Regions from separate parts of the Mus musculus genome. Here all the other regions are linked to region 1. The links are chromatin contacts, called in public HiCAR-type and promoter capture Hi-C maps. All regions are on one chromosome and are shown on one strand. The core of a region is the stretch at or near the end of the contact, and the rest is flanking DNA. Distances in the headings are between cores, read along the strand shown. Region 1 holds the start of Slitrk2 (SLIT and NTRK-like family, member 2). Region 2 holds the start of Fmr1 (FMRP translational regulator 1). Region 3 holds the start of Slitrk4 (SLIT and NTRK-like family, member 4).

Evidence for each region. Promoter capture Hi-C pulls out the DNA fragments that hold promoters and counts their contacts. HiCAR-type assays count read pairs that join an accessible place to other places.
Region 2: a contact with region 1 is called in a HiCAR-type map of astrocytes, with 11 times the contacts expected there. The contact joins the promoter of Fmr1 here to the promoter of Slitrk2 in region 1. A contact is called at or near these places in 4 of 39 promoter capture datasets (the 3T3-L1 cell line, cranial neural crest, frontonasal cranial neural crest and 1 more) and 4 of 115 datasets of contacts at active chromatin or transcription factors (VIP interneurons, astrocytes, embryonic forebrain and 1 more).
Region 3: a promoter capture Hi-C map of hippocampal neurons shows a contact between it and region 1, with 6 times the contacts expected there. The contact joins the promoter of Slitrk4 here to the promoter of Slitrk2 in region 1. A contact is called at or near these places in 2 of 39 promoter capture datasets (frontonasal cranial neural crest and hippocampal neurons).

What each region holds. Positions count from the first base shown.
Region 1 is chrX:66,647,586-66,650,690 of GRCm38.p6, reverse strand. Slitrk2 (SLIT and NTRK-like family, member 2) reads right to left here and starts at 1,373. Exons shown (of 3, transcript NM_001161431.1): 1 at 1,191-1,373.
Region 2 is chrX:68,676,986-68,680,103 of GRCm38.p6, reverse strand. It overlaps Fmr1 (FMRP translational regulator 1), which reads right to left and starts at 1,563. Exons shown (of 17, transcript NM_008031.3): 1 at 1,237-1,563. The coding sequence starts at 1,287. It overlaps Fmr1os (FMRP translational regulator 1, opposite strand), which reads left to right and starts at 1,705. Exons shown (of 4, transcript NR_033481.1): 1 at 1,705-1,924; 2 at 2,979-3,090.
Region 3 is chrX:64,275,326-64,278,907 of GRCm38.p6, reverse strand. It overlaps Slitrk4 (SLIT and NTRK-like family, member 4), which reads left to right and starts at 1,912. Exons shown (of 3, transcript NM_178740.5): 1 at 1,912-2,108.

The DNA.
Region 1 (3,105 bases), core at 124-2,623:
TTGCTAGAAAGGAAAGAGAAAGATAGAAGAGGGGGAGAAGGAGAAGAGAGGAGAGAGGAAGAGGAAAGAAGAGAAAATAAGAGATGAAAGGAGAGGAGACAGGAAGGAAGGTGAGGGGAAGAAAAGGAAGAGGAGAGGAGAGATAGGGAATTTGGAGGTCTTGAAATTGTTACCACTTACACAATGAAGCAAACCTGGTGGTAATGATGAGCCCTACCAAGGTCCCTGAGTTCCAGTTTTTCATTCCATGATTTCCTTTCTGCAAGAGTCAATTTGCTCAGCCACTCTATTTTCTGCCTGCTTTTGAGCATCCACAGACCCTTTTCAGAAACATGACTGTTATTTGGAAGCAAATAAGCCTCACATTCGACAAACACTTTTAAGTAAGTTTCATTTGGTCCAGGGTATCTCTAAGAACGGCTGAAAAGAGTGAGCTTTTAAGAAGCTGGAAAGGTTCAGGGTGAACTGGGAACTCAAGAGTAGCAGGGGCAGATGCTTAAATAAGCAAAATGTTTGTTCTTCTTAAGAAGAGGGAAGTTGACATGCATATTCTATTGCCCAGGCCTTCTTTGTCACTAACCAGCCAGTTTGCCCAAGCTTTTTCCACAAGTCATGAAGGGGGCCAGGCTGCAACTCAGAGCCCAACTTCATTCCTGCAGTTCTTAGGCCATAGCCAGGTCAGAAGTCTAGCAGGCCCGCTTCAGCCTGCTGGGTGCTCCAGGCTAATCTCTCTTCTAGGGAGACACAGGCTCTAAGGGAGTTCCCTCTTTGAATGGGTCAGGACTAACCGCCAACCCTAGAGTAGCCCCACCTTTCCTACACCTTAAAGGCTAACATCTTGATGCTAGAGGATGACCTCTCAATCCCAAAAGCCACTCTGCCCTTGCCGTTGGGCTTGGACACTGCCAGTGAATGGTTCATTTCACTAGCAGAAGATCTTGCATGGGTCATTCCTGGCAGTAGCAGTGGTCTCCTAGCTTTGGGATTCCTGGATCCCTATCACAGCCTTGGAAGGTCAGGGGCAAAAAGGAGAGAGCCCCGAGGGTACCGAGGGGAGAGGGCGATTCACAAGGGCTGACTGATCACGGTGGGTATAGTCTAGCCTCTCCCTGCTCATACCCACTTTGAGGCCAAAGAAACCCGGCTCGTGGGTCTCATTGCCACGGCATTCCCGAGTATTCCGAACTTACCCAGAGAGAGCGCTCCGCCTCGATCTTCCCCTGGAGGCTCCCGCAGCATCCGCGTCTCTGAGAGGCTCAGAAGCCAGCACCTCCTAGGTACCAGTCGGGCGGGCCGTGCAGTGAGTGGCACAGCAGCGAGGAGCGCAGGCGGTATCCCCCCACCCACCCACCCCAGGGTAGGAAGATCCTTACTGGAGCAGCTCGCTACCCAGCAGCGCTTCTGGCAAGGAGGGAGGGAAAGAGAGAGGAGAGAAGAGGGAGGGAGGGAAGGATGGCTGCCCCTCTCTAGCACTTATCAATCACCCTGCAGATCAAATGTCCCTGCTGTGCACTCGGGAGGGGGATTTACCAGCCCACAAAGGAGCCGCTGCTCCAGTTCTCTGTCTGACAAGCGTTGCAGAGCACTGCTCTCGCCTGTCAGCCCCTCTTTACTGGAACTCTGCCCAGCTCTTGCAGCTTCTACCATGTGCTGCCCCTCAGACCAGGTCAAGTGAAATAAGGATGACGCTTGCTTGATATCATATCTGAGGGGGACCCTAAGACCCCTGGGTGGAAGTTATGGACAAGTGAAAAAGCAGTCAGTAATCTGAGCTGGACACCTTCCTGAAATGCCGCTGCCTCCCTTAGCTAGTAAGCACCCAATCACTGGCGTTCGCTTGCATATGTTTAAGGATCTCCTCCCAGGGTAGTAAAGAAGGTATTTTCATATTGTACAGTGCTCAGGAAGACTCGTGCAAGCAAACATTTGAAGAAAAGCAAGACTTAGCACTGTTCCAGACCCCGCCTTAATAGTGATTATTTTAATACTTCAAAGAGGTTTCTGGAGGCCTTTTTCTTGCCCTCTCCTTTGCTTCCCCCCTCCCCCCACCAATTTCTTTTTCCTCTTTATTAGTAGTCTAGACTGATTCTATTAAAGGAAGACACGCATTTAAACAGTCAGTGTAGTTCAAGAAGGTGGTTAGGATTTTGCAATTTCCCCTGAAGAACTACCTCCTTTGCAGCTGCTTCCTAACTGCCCGAAAAGATTCTGGATAAAGTTGCAATTGGTTCAGTTAAACAAAGAATGGGAGTTAATTTTCTGGTGCCAAGACAGCGGCCACCTCATCCTAGAGGATATGGTCCCTCATTGAAATCTCCATAGCCTCCTGACCTTTTCATTACCCTCCCGGAGTCTGTGGAATCCCTCTTGCACAGAAAGCCTGAGGGTTGGTAGGAAACAGCAGGAAAAAAAAAGAAAGAAAGAAAGAAAGAAAGAAAGAAAGAAAGAAAGAAAGAAAGAAAGAAAGAAAGAAAGAAAGAAAGAAAGAAAGGAAGGAAAGGAAAAGAAAAGAACAGTTGAAAATGATGCCAGGAAAAAGGTACAAAATTAGAGCAAAAATGAGCTAGGAAGCTAATGGATGCACGTTAGGATTCTCTGCAGTCAAGGTTATTGCACATTTAAAGCAGGTTCACACAGCACTAATGACTATCACCTCTGTCCTCTCAATAGAATCTTCTGTGCATCTTCCTTTGCTCTTTCCCTTTGGCCTTCTTTTTATAATGGTTGCTGAAAGGGACTATATGGGCCTTAAAAAAAGAATCTTACTGATAATTTTATACTGTGAACTGGTGAAGTTTACTTTAGTAATAACTCAAATAACTGCCTACATTTATCTCTTGGATCTAAAGATCATTACTGTCCCTCTTACTTCAATATTGATAAAGGTTATTCTGAAATTTCTGCCATTCAGATAAGTAATTTCAGAATAACATATTTTTGAACATAGCTTATGGACAGGCTGTTTTCAGCTACATAGAAACATTCCTCTTTTAAACAACATGCTTGTTTATGAAAAACATTCAAGGTGGTGCTTGCTAAAGATTATACTGGCAGTAGGAGCACATTACATTATTGTTGAGAGAAGTTCATTTGTTACATCTCTCT
Region 2 (3,118 bases), core at 314-2,813, 2.0 Mb before region 1:
AATAAACTTAAAACTATTGGACAATGGCAAAAGCTATTTTCCATGCTTCCTTCCACGTGCACCTTCTGTTACTAAAATATTCTAGTGAGGTGGGGCCTTAGAGAGCTTATAAACATTCACAAAAGGAGAATTTATAATATTGCTAGATCTACATTTATGCAGTATCAAAAAAAAATCACACAATACTTAAGTTTAAAGTTCCTTGAAAAATATACGATGTTACTTGATATTCAATGGTATAAAAAAACTCTCAGTAGTTCCATGAATGCCCATTTAAAACCTCAAATATAGCTCACTGTAACACCGCAAAACTCAAAGCGAATATACTCAAGTTTATGCACTTCAGCGCACAGAACAAACATTCCAAACCGTCCTGGTAAAAATTCAGTAGCAATCGTACAGTCCCCGTTAATTTCCTGAAGTTCTGTGGCACAAATTCGGGTCCTCGAGAACTTAAACACAAAGGGAAATTTAAAATAAGCAGACTTGGTAATATTTTTAGAAGCCGCGACATGCTTATCCCTGAATTGCTCCCAGTTAGAAAGAGCCTCGGAGGCCGTGGATATACCGGCTCTGGCTAGCGTTTGAAACCGCTCTCTCAGATGTCATGGTCTTTCCGAAACTTTTAGATCTAAAACCCTCCTTGGAAATTCACAAAGAGGCCACTCAAGAGCAGTTGCCATTGTGATTCCGAGCTGCCGCCCGCTTCTTACTACTCCCTGCACACCCCTCGCCCAGAACCGGGGAGCTCTCCAAAGTCTGGACTGTGGGCCGAACGCGGAGCCCAAACCTCCTAACGGCCGCCCAAGCCTCGTAACGGCCGTTCGTCCAGCAGGGCTGGCGGCGGCCGGGCTGAAGCGCCCCCGGTTCCCGCACGGCTCCCCGCGTGTCAGGCCCCGAACCCACTGGGAGAGGATTATTTGGGAAAGCTGGACTAAGCCGCTGCCGCCACTTCCCGCGGCACCGGCCCCATGGCCGATCGGATCCCCTGTCCTCGCATTCCCGCTTCGCTGACAAACTCGGCCGCTCAACCGCCCTCGGCAACCCGCGCGTTCCGCCAGGCGCCGGGGCCTCAGGCGGGAGTCGGAACGCTGAGGCGGGCTCTAGGCCCCGACTCCGCCGCTCCCTCACATCCCACAGCCCGCCGCTCCCGCCGCGCCCGAGGGGCCCGCCCGCCACCCTGGACACGAGGGAGGGAGGGAGGCCGAGGACCGGGCCTGTCCGGTAGCCGGTTACCTTGTAGAAAGCGCCATTGGAGCCCCGCACTTCCACCACCAGCTCCTCCATCTTCTCGTCCGTCCTCGCGCCGGGAGCCCGCCTCCGGGAGGTGGGCTGCAGGCGCTTGAGGCCCAGCCGCCGTCGCCGCCGCCGCCGCCGCCGCGTTACCGCACGCCCCCCGGCAGCGGCGCCGCCGTCACTGCCACCGCCCGCGCTCGCCGTCCGTTTGCTTCACTGCCCGCCCTCTCAGGCGCGGCCCCTCACCGGAAGTGAAACCGAAACGCTCCCCAGCGCCTGACTGACTGAGGCCAAGGGCTCCGCTGCGCCTCCTGTAAACAGTCAAACGATGTCACGTGACCCGCGCAGCCCCTCCCCTTTGGCCCCGCCCTCTCCGCTCCGCCCTTGCCTCCTCTCGGGCAGTGGAGCACGCGCATGCGCCCTCCTGGGTACCTGCCTCAGGGTATCAGGGCGCACCCTTTGGCGCGCGCACTTGGTGAAAGGCGGGAAAGCGTAAAGGGCAGTACTAAGTCTGGCTGCCTGTGCCCGCCGCGGGGACTAGAGGCCTCTTCCGTACAGGAGGAAGCGAGGACATGGGAAAAGGCCTCCAGTTGTCGAAAATGGGGCCCGACCAGAAGTGGAGGGGCATTGGGTAGATTTTTCACGGCACTGGCGTGGGACCTGTTTGAACTGCAAGTCGCGGCGGGAGGGAAGTAAAAAAAAAGTGATAAATTCCATTGGAGAACACTTTGATCTAGGAACAGTGATAACTACATTGACCCTGACTTCTGGGACTCTTATGGCTAGGATGCAAAATAAATCGCTCTACTACCTAGTGATTTGGGGAAGTATTGTGGGAACTTTGAGTACTTTTTAAGGGCCAATAGGGTGTGCCAGAACTTCAGGAAATGTTATCCCTTTCTCAGACAGTCCCCCTCACACTTTCCGTTCATAGTTTTACTTGGAATTCGTAATAAAAAGAGCTGACAGAGAGAGTTGAACACTTGTTAATTCCTTTTTACTCGACTTCTGCCTCTTCTACATGCCCCCTGTACCAGAGGGAGGGCATCAGTAAAGCAGTCATGGGATCTGTCTATGTGCATCATTGGGTCCTTTCCATGCAGCTCTCTGCCTTTGCCTTCTACAGCAGAACCAAAATCACCTCCCCACCCCTTTGGCCTCTGTATTGGGCTTATATCCAGCCTGACCCATGCTCCTTTAATCCAGAAGGCTTGCATCCAACTGAGAAGTTCATTGAATGCCTACCATGTGCCAAGCACTGTCCTAAGTACTAGTGAGTCCTTGGTGAGGTAGCAACAAAAAGACTGTCACTATTGAAATTGGAACCTACAGGAGTAGATGTGCAAAATTCAACTTCTCAAAACCGTAAGTGTGGAGCTGGAGAGGTGGCTCAAGGGGGTAAAACATTTGCTATGCGAGCATGAAATCCTGAATTTTCTAATTCCTAGAATCTATAGAAAGCTGGGCCTAAGTGCCTAAATAAGCACTCCCACAAAGTTGATTCCCCAGAAGTTCACAGGTCAGTGTGCCTTATCTAGTTTCGAACAACAAAAAGAGAGACTCTGGGTAGAAGGCAAGGACTGCATTAGAAGTTGTACTGTGACCCCCACACATGTTTTGTGGCATATGTGTGGCCATACTCACACACATGGATGCTACACACACATACACGCATGAAGAAGATATAAATATGGAGTCACAACTGTGATGTGGTCTATAAAGTGTGGTTATATCTTTTACAGTTGGAAATGAGCCTGTCTGTGGTGTGAGATAAGTGAGCCCGGAAGCAAGATGATTCCAACTGGAATGTGACAAGAAAGACTTATTTGGAAGTGTGCACTTGAAAGAGCAAGGGTGAGTTGTCCTAAGCAGATGGTAGAGG
Region 3 (3,582 bases), core at 663-3,162, 2.4 Mb after region 1:
GTAGGAATTCAGGTAGACAGCATAAGTGATTTCAAAGCTATTGTTAGTTTTAGCTTAAAGAACTTTTCATTTACAAGCAAACACATTTCTGGGAATTGGATATACAAACATGTGGCTGGAGCTATTGAGATTTGAGTAAGTGAATTGAGCAGAGCAAAGATCTCAAAGAAATGGGTCTGAAAGTCTTTCTTGACTTGTGGCAAAGAATGGGTTGTTAGAGATTCTAGGAGAAAAGCTTCTATAAGTTGGACCTCTTTCCCAACAGCCACTTCCCCCACAGACAGAAAGCAGAGACTTGCTTTCCTTAGCCAAGCACCTACAAGGTGCAAGTAGGGAAAGGCAGCAAAATCATTTTCTTGTTCAGAAATCAAACATTTGAAAGGTGTGCAGACAGCAGAGGTATCTACCCAGTCCCTAGGTTTCTTTGCTTTCTAACTAAATTATCAATCTGTGTGAAACTGATATGAACATTAGCTTTTTCTCAGGACCTTCCTACATTTTTGTGTGTGCAAACATTAATCTTTGGTTGCAAGGGATTCAGAAAGGGTGAGATCTGCAGCCTTTAGATTTTTGGCAGTCAGCTGCTAAAGCTTCCTTAGTATAAACAAGTAGGAACTAAAGAAGTGACTTTTCTTGATCATTTTCCCTCTTCTATCTCCCTAGTGTGCCCCTTCCCCTTCATTCTTCAGAGTGTCTTCTGGGCAGCCTCCACCCCCTTCCCTAAAGCCTCCCATCATCCCCTGCTGCCCCCAACCAAAATCCCCTCCGGGTCACCTCCAAACCCCGGAGAAGTGGAATGCACACAATGCCTCTCTTATAGGGCTTGAGCTCGAAACTGGGCATGCTCAGTAGGGAAAGCGGGGTTTTTTTTTTTTTTCCCTATTTCTCTCTCCCCTCGCCCCCTTTAGTTTCAAGCGCAGCCTCTCTCCCTCTACCCTTAACCCCCTGTTCCCAACCACAGCTTCTTAATTACCCTGCTTAATACCTTTGGAGCTGAAGGCCTGTGGAACTCTAAAATATCCAAAATTAAGCCCTTTTCTCCTAACGCTGCTAAATAAGCTCACTTTGGGCTAAAGCCTAACACTTTTGCCTTTTAAGCTTCAGGCCCCTCACGCGCAGACAGGTAGGGGGAGTGCGAATACCACTGGATCCCAGGAAACTACTCCCAAGAATGCTCCAGTCAGGATCGCCTGAGTCTGAAATATTCCCAAAGCCCCCTGTTCTACGGGATGACAGTTAGCCAAAGGAACCATACCCACCATATAAAACTCAAGTGCGACTGGCGCAATTCAATGTCATTGTTGTTAACTCACCCCTCTACTCTGGAATTATTCAAGTCCACCATCTAGACTTGAAGACCCTATGTCCCCTGCTCCTGCCTCCACCCCACCTCCTTGCCTCAGGCTCTCAAAAAAAAAAAAAATCCATCTCCCTGGGGTTCTTGCTTGTTCTCTCAGTGGAATACCTCGTGTGTGTGTGTGTGTGTGTGTGTGTGTGTGTGTGTGTGTGTGTGTGTGTTCGCGCGCGCACGCGAGCGCGCGCCCCTTTTCTTGTTAGGGTGCTGGAGGAAGAGAAAGGACTCAAGTGTGCTTATGTGGTAGGGTGATGGAGGTTAGTGCAAACACGTTAGGAAACTAGGGTTCCAATGCCCAAGGATCAGGGTCTCTCCTCCCTAGGCGATGTTTTAGGCAAAAGAGGAGATAGATGCCAGTAGGAAACCGTGTTGTCTTTCTAGTGTGTGGGTAGAAATGGACTCAAGTGGGGGCGTCTGCTGGAGGGTCAAGGGGCTCAGGAATGTGCCTTGATAGAAGTGATCGGTGTCCGGAGGGAGGGCTGCTTGTGCGCCAGGGGGCGGGGGCGGGGGCGGGGATTCGGCGCGTGTATGTAAAGGTGCAGCCCGTGTGCGAGGGTCTGGGTGCGCGCGCGGTGTCTGGCCGGGTGCGCGCGCGCGCCGCTGCCCGCTTGCTTGCCTGCTAAAGGCTGTTCTGTGGGCTTGACCAGCGAGCGGGAGCCAAGAAGCTGGATCCCAGATCAAGTAGAGAGCATCGCGGAAACTGAGGAGCGAGTCGGAAAGCAGTGGGCCCTCCACAGGACTTGGGGCTCCAGAGGTGAGTGAATTTCAAGCCCGGGCTGCGCGAGCTGCAAGGAAAGGCGCGCTGCTTCTTCCAGGCTGGGCTTGGCACAGTGCATGTGCGCGCGCGCGGAGGGAAGCAGGTAGCTTATTATTTTTAGTTGTTGGAGTCCTGTTGGTTTGGGGCCCGTTGAGTTTAGTAGTGGACATGTTGGTTAACCCCCACCCCGGAACACACACACACAGGCACACGCCTCCCACTTGCCTGCCCATGGCGCGATCTCTTGTCCTCCAGGACAGAAAGAATCCGGGTGTCCTTAACATCCCTGCCCCAGGGGCACAGTGAGCTGTCAGGGCTGCTGCGCTGGGCTGGGCTTTGTGCTCTGAGCCCTACTCTCAGGCACTGCGCGTGGACTTGAATGTGGGGTTTCAGGCGGTGGCCGGCAGACTGCTCAGAGACCGCTGGCACTCTGCAAGACAGGCAGTATAGGAGGAAGAACCCGTGGGTAACTCCGAAAGCCCAGCGAAGCTGGGGGAATGCTAGCAGTGACACTTTGCAAGATTCCTAAATGTTGAAGTGATTTCTGGCTGGGTGAATAGGATCTTATAGCTGGCGTGGGCAGGTGGGGGTGGGGGGCAAAGCCCGGGCCACAGCTCCAGGCAACCGAACTATGGAGTCACTCTGACTGTAGCAAATGGGTCTTTGAAGCCCCAGTAGCTATCCCTCGCGGCCTGAACTAGTCATCTCTCCTTCTTGCTCACCCACTGCACGTTTGGGTCTAGGGAGGCCAAAGAAAACTCCAGCAGCTACCCCTTGTGGGACGGGAGCGCGCGGAGAAATGTGTGCGCAGAGGGACTGAAGGCCCCCGCGACATCGTGCACAGTACCCCGCCCCCGCCACCAAGCCTGCGAGGAGGCTGCTGCTCGGTCCGGGTACCCAAGAGGGGGCTGCGCGCCGGCTCTGGGCACTGGGATGCGGCAAAACATTGCGGTACACGCCAGCGGCCCCTCCAACCGCGTCGCCTCCAGGTCGAGGTAGCGCTCGGGGGACAGCAGCGGCCGATCTTCCACTGTTCTCCTACACCCCCACCCCACCCCCACCTCGGCCCTTGGGAAGGGAGCAGCTAAGGTTCCCCTAGTCCGCTGTTGTGAAGCCACGTCGACCTGCGGACCCCATAGCAGTGGTTTGCACTCTGCAGGCTCCCTCTCTCTGCTTGGACATGAAGCGCTAGGAGCGGCACTCTTGTGGATGCTGGATTTATGGTAGGGCAAGGTTTGTGCAGTCCTGGGTAGCCTTGGGAGCAGAATGTCTTGCTTGGCACCATCAAGAGATGGGAGCACGAATAGGGAAATTTGCCCCTTTTGGAAGCCTGAGAGGTAGTTTTGGATACCTAATCCATACTTTATAAGGTTTTGTTTCTTGGTTTGTATATTTGTTGTTTGTCACGATTTTTAGAGTATATTAGAGGTGTTTCTTTTGCTTGCAGTTACTCTTGCTGGCTTCTTTTTCC